Linked DNA regions of Oryctolagus cuniculus: region 2 is linked to region 1. A link is a contact called in public Micro-C data. All regions are on one chromosome and are shown on one strand. The core of a region is the stretch at or near the end of the contact, and the rest is flanking DNA. Distances in the headings are between cores, read along the strand shown. Region 1 overlaps LOC103352375 (a long non-coding RNA gene). Region 2 holds the start of TTPAL (alpha tocopherol transfer protein like).

The links. Hi-C and Micro-C count contacts between places; a contact is called where the count stands out from the background.
Region 2: a Micro-C map of ear pinna shows a contact between it and region 1, with 5 times the contacts expected there. The contact joins the promoter of TTPAL here to the enhancer-like site in region 1. A contact is called at or near these places in 2 of 6 Hi-C or Micro-C datasets (ear pinna and an unstated tissue).

What each region holds. Positions count from the first base shown.
Region 1 is chr11:14,285,664-14,289,243 of mOryCun1.1, reverse strand. LOC103352375 (a long non-coding RNA gene) reads right to left here. Exons shown (of 7, transcript XR_011379868.1): 3 at 56-230. Among named protein-coding and RNA genes, the nearest start is that of YWHAB, 13 kb to the right of the region's middle. Within about 2 kb of position 2,168, at least 1 of the 8 cell types and tissues checked has an H3K27ac peak or open chromatin away from gene starts, as enhancers often do.
Region 2 is chr11:14,659,683-14,663,753 of mOryCun1.1, reverse strand. TTPAL (alpha tocopherol transfer protein like) reads left to right here and starts at 1,794. Exons shown (of 5, transcript XM_051845016.2): 1 at 1,794-1,903.

The DNA.
Region 1 (3,580 bases), core at 919-3,418:
CTGAAAATACTTTAAGAATCGAAGGGGCTTAAACAACAGGAGTTTATTCGCTTACAGTTCTGAAGGCTGGAAGTGCGAGAGCAGGGTGCCAGGACGGTCAGTTCTGATGAGGGCTCTCCTCCCGGCTTGTGTGTCCTCACATGGTGGGGAGAGAGATCAGCAGCATGCAACACAAATCTTCAAACCCATGCAAGGCAAGCAGTCACCACTGAACTCATGATAGAATTGAACTATTTAGACAAATATACAATAATCAAGTTATAAAAGACACGGAACAAAATCTACCACTTAAAACAGCAACAAAAATGCTAAAATACCCAGGGACTAATCTATGAAAAATGTGCCAGACCTTTATAAAGAAAGTTGTAACTCTACTGTGAGACAAATAGAGGTATATATCACCTTCCTGGATGGGAAAGACACAATACCCAAAAGGAATCAATTCTCCTAAAAAAAAAAAAAAAAAAAAAAAAAAAAAGAAAGAAAAGAAAGAAAGAAATTCTCCTAATGCAGACACATAAATTCAATGGAAGTCCAATAAAATGCCACAAGAATTGTTCAAAGGAGTTGATCAGCTGATTCTAAAATTCACAAAGGGAGGCGTTCAGCCTGGTGATTAAGACACTGGTTAGGATGCCTGCCGCTAAGACCAGCAGGTCAAGCTGCCACCTGCGAAGCTGGAATCCCATATGAGTGCTGGTCTGAGTTCTGGCTGCTCTGCTTCCAGTGCGGCTCCCTGCTAATGCACCTGTGAAGGCAATGAAGATGGCTCAAATGCTTGGGAATTAAAATTAAAATTCACATGGAAGAATAGTTATGCAAGTATAAAAAAGGATACTATTGAAAAAAATAGAGGAACAACTTGCCTTACCAGATATTAAAGCACGGAGTAGATTTTCAGTAATTAAAACAGAATAGTGGGGCCAGCACTGTGGCGCAGAGGGTTAACGCCCTGGCCTGAAGCACCGGCATCCCATATGGGTGCTGTTTCGAGACCTGGCTGCTCCACTTCCAATCTAGGTCTTTGCTATGGCCTGGGAAAGCAGTAGAAGATGTCCCAAGTCCTTGGGCCCTTGTACCCGCATGGGAGACCGGAAGAAGTTCCTGGCTCCTGGCTTCAGATCAGCACAGCTCCTGCCATTGTGGCCAATTGGGGAGTGAACCATTAGATGGAAGACCTCTCTCTCTCTCTCTCTCTCTCTCCCTCCCTCCCTCCCTCCCTCCCTCCCTTCCCCCACCCCCTTTCCTCTCTCTGTGTAATTCTGAATTTCAAATAAATAAATAAATCTTTAAAAAAAGAAAGAAACAGAATAGCTCTGGCACTAGAATTTACAAACCAATCAGTGAGAAAAGAATCCAGCAATGAATTTATAAAGATACACTGAAATGTTATTTCAAATAATGGGGAAATGATTAATTATTCCAGAAATGCTCCTGTGACAACTGGATATCCATTTGGGAAAACAAGCTAATTTGCTCATACCCCATACCATTTTCAAATATAAATCCCAGGTGGATGAAAGAACTAACTATAAAAGTCATAAAACTATCAGAAAAAAAAAAAAAAACAAGCAGGATACACTGATCATGTGGAGTGGAAAGCTTTCCTTAAACAAGACATAAGACAAAAGCCATCCAGGCAAAGACTGATTAAATTATTGCCTCAACACTTCAAGAGCCTTTTGGCAAAGCAAAGACAAGTGACACACTGTGGGGTAAGATTTACAAAAGATTTCTATCCAGTTCATCAAGAGAGAGTCAACTCAGAAAACAGGGAGGCGACATCTAGGTAGGGGAGAGGAGATACAAAGTGCATAGAAGTACATGGAAAGATGTGCAGCTCCGCTAGCCATTAGGGTCGTGCAAACTGGAAAGACAGTCAAGTACAACGTCAAACAGTTCAGTCCTTCCTTGTGCTGGGTGGGGGAGGGTGGCTGGGTGGCTGCTATTTGCTCCTTCAGGTTTGTTCTCTGCGCTTTCCCGCCTCCTCTGCACTCCGGGAGGCAGACAGGACAGGGTCCTTCCGTCGTCTGGTTGGGGTCAGCCCAGTAGGAGACACAGGGAAGAGGCTCAAGGCATTTACTCCCTCTTTTCCCTCCCTGCAAGGCTGACTTCACGCGTCCTCCTGCCCGGACCCGTGACTTCTCCTCCAGATTCTAACAGTGCTCTGCCCTTGCGCAGTATTGGCAGGGTTCCTCTGGAGAGCTTCTCTCCAGCTATTCCACTTCTCCGTACCCACCCCAGAGAATCGGCTGCACATAAGCACAAAGGGCAAGTATGAGGATATTTGCTACACCCTTGTCTGCAATAATACCAAACTGGAAATGACTTAAATGTCTTCAACTAGAGAAAGAGCTAAATAAATGATAGTACTTCCCATTTTACGGCATGCTCTGCCATGGCTGAAAACTCAAATGGATTTATTTGTATAATGTGGGAAGACCTCTAAGGCACATTTTTTTGCATGAAGAAAGCAAGATTCAGAGCCATAATAAATTATGCAGAAGTGATATCTCTTTCTATAGCTTTACGTATTCCATAGAAGTATGGGAAACTTCACGGCCGCTCCCTGTGGAGGCACAATACCCCACCTCCACCCCTCTGAAGTCACACGCGGCTATACGACTTGCTTTGCCCAGGCGAGTGTGAGACAGAGAGACGTGGGAGACCCCCCAACAGAGGCTTTGAGAGGCTCCACTGTTCTTTTCCCTCTGCCCTGAGATCAGTACATCCCAGCTGCCCTTTCAAGCTGTGTCCTGACATCACGGAAGCTGCCCTAGGACAAAAACATGAGATGATCAAGCCAGACGCTTTTGTGACTGTGAGACGCTGGGGTTCTGAGGATGTTTGTCACTGCAGCAGAACCTGACCTGCCATGACTAACTGGTGCACGCTGTTCGGCAACGGCAGTTACTCCCGTGGAGGGGAAGCGGCGCTGGGGGTTGGTGATCACCTTTTATCCTTAATATTTTCATTTTCTTACACTGAAAATATATTCCTACATCACTATGTAGTAAAAATACATTATTTAAAATGAATACAGCAGGTGCCTTCTTATTTAAAATTAAATGCTAAAAAATATCATTCTCAAAATACGCACACAAACACCCAATAAATTAATGGTTCTCTTTGCCCAGGTGGCACTCCAAAGGAGGAGACTGGAGGCGGAGAGCTCTGTGAACTTTACGAAGCAAGAGGAGGTACTGGCGCATGACAGTGTCTTGCCACTTTCTCTGCAGGTAGAAATCGGCAGAGCCTAGCCACACTGTGAAACTTATTTCTGGTTCAGCTATCATGAAATGGAAATGCAGATTCGGAATCTCTTCCTTCCCCCACACTGATGATGCCGACCTTTCCAAGGACCTTAGTTCTGTGAGAATCAAGGTGATTGTATGACCAGGACTGAATTCAGCGAGTCTAGAATTCTGATCTCCTGGACACAGCCTGCCCTTCTCAGGTGAGGTTAGCAAGAGCTGTAGGAGCTCTGTTTTGTTTGTTTTTCTTTTTCCCTCAGTTATTTGTCCTCGTGGAGAGGTGAACTGGTCCTCATCACAGGGACGCAGGAGCTCTGCTTCTAACC
Region 2 (4,071 bases), core at 545-3,044, 370 kb before region 1:
CCCAAGCACTTGGGCCATCTTCCACTGCTTTTCCAGGCCGTAACAGAGAGTTGGATCGGAAGCGGAGCAGCCAGGACTTGAACCATATGGGATGCCAGCACTGCAGGTGGCGGCTTTCCCCGCTACACCACAGCGCCGGCCCCCCAACTTACAATTTCTTAACTTTAGATGGTTGGAAAGCATACACGCACAATCGTTCTATTTTTCACTTTCAGTACGGTACTCAGTAACTACATGGCACGTTCAATATTTTATTATAAAACAGGCTGTGTTGGATGACTTTGCTCAACTAGGGCCTGAGTGTTCTGGACATGTTGAAAGCAGGCTAGGCTGAGCTATGATGTTTGATGATTCAAATGCATCTTCAATTCACGATACTTTGAGCTTCCGGTGGGTCCATCAGTGCGAAACCACGTGGTAAGTTAGGTGGCATCTGTGTTGGCTGCAAGCTGCCCTGGAGTAAGGGAAAGCCTTCTGGGTGAAGTGACTCCTGAGGCTCAGTTCTCAGGAAACGGGGACACAGCCAGGAACGGAGCAGCGAGGGGGATGGGTGTGCTGGCCCCACAAGGGCTCACGAGGACACACGTGCTCATTCCTCTCCGGGAAGTGTCTAAAAATAGAATTCTTGGGAATCAAGTGCTTCCAGAGGCACCCACATTCCTGAGCCAAGTTCTAGAACATTCTGGAACATTCACTTCCCAGACTCATGTTGGAGAAGTCCATCTCGCGGTGACTGGCAGGTTGAACAGACTGTGACGTAATCAAAGTGCACTGTTATTTTTGTCTCCTGATGCCCCTTCTGAATGTGTTCCATGAAGAAATACTTTCCCGACCTCTGGGCGCAAACTCACCCCCATTCTTCCTCTCGGCGAACAGACAGTTCTGTGGCCACTTCCATCCTGACCACATCCCAGTTTAGAAATCAGAACATCAGAGGCCGGCTCTGTGGCTCAATAGGCTAATCCTCCGCCTTGCAGCGCCGGCACACTGGGTTCTAGTCCCAGTCAGGGCGCCGGATTCTGTCCCAGTTGCCCCTCTTCCAGGCCAGCTCTCTGCTGTGGCCCGGGAGTACAGTGGAGGATGGCCCAAGTGCTTGGGCCCTGAACCCCATGGGAGACCAGGAGAAGCACCTGGCTCCTGCCTTCGGATCAGCGCAGTGCGCCAGCCGCAGCGGCCATTAGAGGGTGAACCAACGGCAAAGGAAGACCTTTCTCTCTGTCTCTCTCTCTCTCACTGTCCACTCTGCCTGTCCAAAAAAAAAAAAAAAAAAAAAGAAAGAAAAAAGAAATCAGAACATCGGGTTAAGCTACTGATCAAAACTCCCAGTCCAATTTCGGTTTCAACCTTCTTTGCTCCTTCAATTAAGACCCATGGGGGAGAGGCAGTCATGGGGGGGTTGGGGGGGCGTCCTTTTCTACATCTCCCCTCCCCTCCCCTGCAAGAGGGGAGAGGAAGGGTCTCCCTTCAGCTGTCACCATCCTGGCTGGCTTCCAGCTGTCTTTGCCCAGCAGGCATTTATTGTGGGACACCGTTGTGGTCTCCAGGGAGATGGGCAGGGTCCCTCTCACCCTTGGGGGTGCACCTCTCCTGCTGGGGCTCCCTTGTAACTCCCTTCTTGGCCCATAGAAATCTGGGAGCCGACTCCAGCTTCTTTTTGTGTCACCCGCTTGCCCCTCCAGGGGGAACTATGGGACAGGACCCAAGCTGACCCTATGTGGGCGCACTCATGTGGGTTCTCTGCACACGGCAGGTCCGCGGAGACACACAAGCAGCCTTTAGCAGGAACCGCCCTGAGCGTGGACGGACAGCGCATCCACCCTGCAGCTCCTTCGCCGAGGCAGCAGGCAACCCGTTTCCCAGCCTCCAGATACCCCTGCCCTCACCAGGCCCCAGGACCCCACAGGTAACAAAAGACACGAGTTTTCAGTGACCACAGCCACATTTTAGCAGCTGTAAGCTTTGGACTATGCCTTTGCAAGATGATCACTGGTTGTCAGCACAGAGCCTTCTAGAAACATTGCACCCACCTCCCTGAGCCTCAATTTTCTTGTATCCTTGGTGCAGTGACAATAGGGTTAATGCAGGACTGAGAGATAGAGCGAATTCACATTCACGCTCGGATTCCAGTCGCAGACCTGCAGCTCCGTCTCTGTGCTGCCATTTCCCAGGGGCTTGTGCATCTCTGGGTCTGTTTTCTCCTCTATCAAACGGTTCCCGTGAGAGCCCCCACTCCATAGCATCTCCGTGGGGCTGGTTGAGTAAATGTGTCGTCAGGGCCTAGCACCACGCTGAGAGTTACACATGCAGCCAAGGTGGGCTGGACAGGCTCTGTGGCTGCTGCTGATGGAGCAGGGGAGGTGGGACCCCTCCCTGCCAGGCCCTGTTTTGGAATGCTTCAGCCTGGCTGCAATCCAGGGCCCTGGGAACGGAGAGGACATGCTGTCCCTCCCAGCAGCCATGCCGATCCAGGTTAGGAAATCAGCGTGTGACCGCAGAGCACAGCTGGGCATGGCTTCACCCCAGCCTGCTGGCTGCTGGCTGGCTCTGTTCTAGGTCCTGATCCCAAGGCTTGCGAGCGCAGGGTTGGCACACCAAGAAGCGCGAGTCTCTGGCTCCTCAGGCATGCCGGCTCATGGATCACAAGCTTCACGTGACCCTCGGATTGCGGTCAGGCTGTCTGGGGCTTGGCAAGCGTCAGCCCCGGTCTGCACACTTCTCAAGCCACCCCAGGCTGCAGGCCACTGGTTGGGCAACGCATGACCTCGGGCTGGCAGCCCCGGCAGGTGAGCACTGTCTGAGCGTATAGAACATTTTGTTCTTTCGAATTCCAAGAGCCAGAGGATGAACTTTTCCCAGCCTCAATTCACCCCCCTGCCCACCTCCACCCCACGCCACTTACTTAATTTGTAACTTTGGGCCAGGTCCTTCACCTCGCCGAGCTGCCCGTGTTCCCGATCATCCAGTGCAGATCAACAAGTGCCTCTGCCGGTCGGGGCAGTCGAGAGACTCAGAGAGTGACAGCCTGGCAGACATGGAGCGCGCACGCGTGCGTGTGTGTGTGTGCGTGCAAGTGCCCACGCATGCACTATGGTTTGGATGTGATTCGGTGTGTTCAGGGCAGTTGTGAGACTTGGGGAAGGAGTTATAGCCGTTGCACGCACACTGGCAGGCACTCAGCGTGTGTGTGTGTGTGTGTGTGTGTGTGTGTGTGTGATGGCTTGGATATGGCTTAGCATGTCTCCAAGGTTCATGTGTTGAAGGTGCCAGCATGCTGGAGTAGGAGGTGATGGTGGGACCTAGCGGGAGACCCTGGGGCACTGTCCTCCAGGGAATCAACAGAAGGCATGAACAGATTTCTCATGAGCCCCATGAATCCTTGTACGAGGACTTGTTATCAAGAGCAAACCAGCTCTCCCCACTCTCCGACTCCTGTCCACTGTGCGACCTCTCCTTTTCCCATGGGCTCACACCATGAGGCCTTCCCCAGAGCTGAGCAGAAGGCAGCTCTTGAACCTCCCAAACAGTGAGCTCGGTAAACCCCTTTTCTTTATAATGTGCCTCGGGCACTGTTACAGCAACAGAAAGCAGGCTAATACAGGGGTTATTATCGCGATCAGGGGCAATAGCCACCAAGTAGAAAACAGTGCAGTCTACTCACTGTAGTGACTGAGAACGCAAACACAGGAGGCAGCCAGCCTGGGCTCGCCACCTGTGTGGCCACAGGCAGCTGCTCAACAGGACTCGGATCACCAGGAACAACGCCTGGCACACAGTGATCACCTGATAATCATGAACTATGGTTAATAATAACGATAGTGATGCTGCTGGAACAGCACAGATGGGGGATTTGGATAGTGTTCACATGGAAGTCCTATTTAGTGAGCACCTACTATGTACCTGGTGCTGCTGGAACCACCATGTATGGCCATGTATGTGTACATGAATTCACACACACATGCACCCACTTAGACAGGTACTTCTGTTTTCATTGTTTAAGATTTCTATGTTATAAAAATAAAACAGGTGCAGAATCACACAAATGAAAACTATAACTTAAAAAGCTGTTTCACA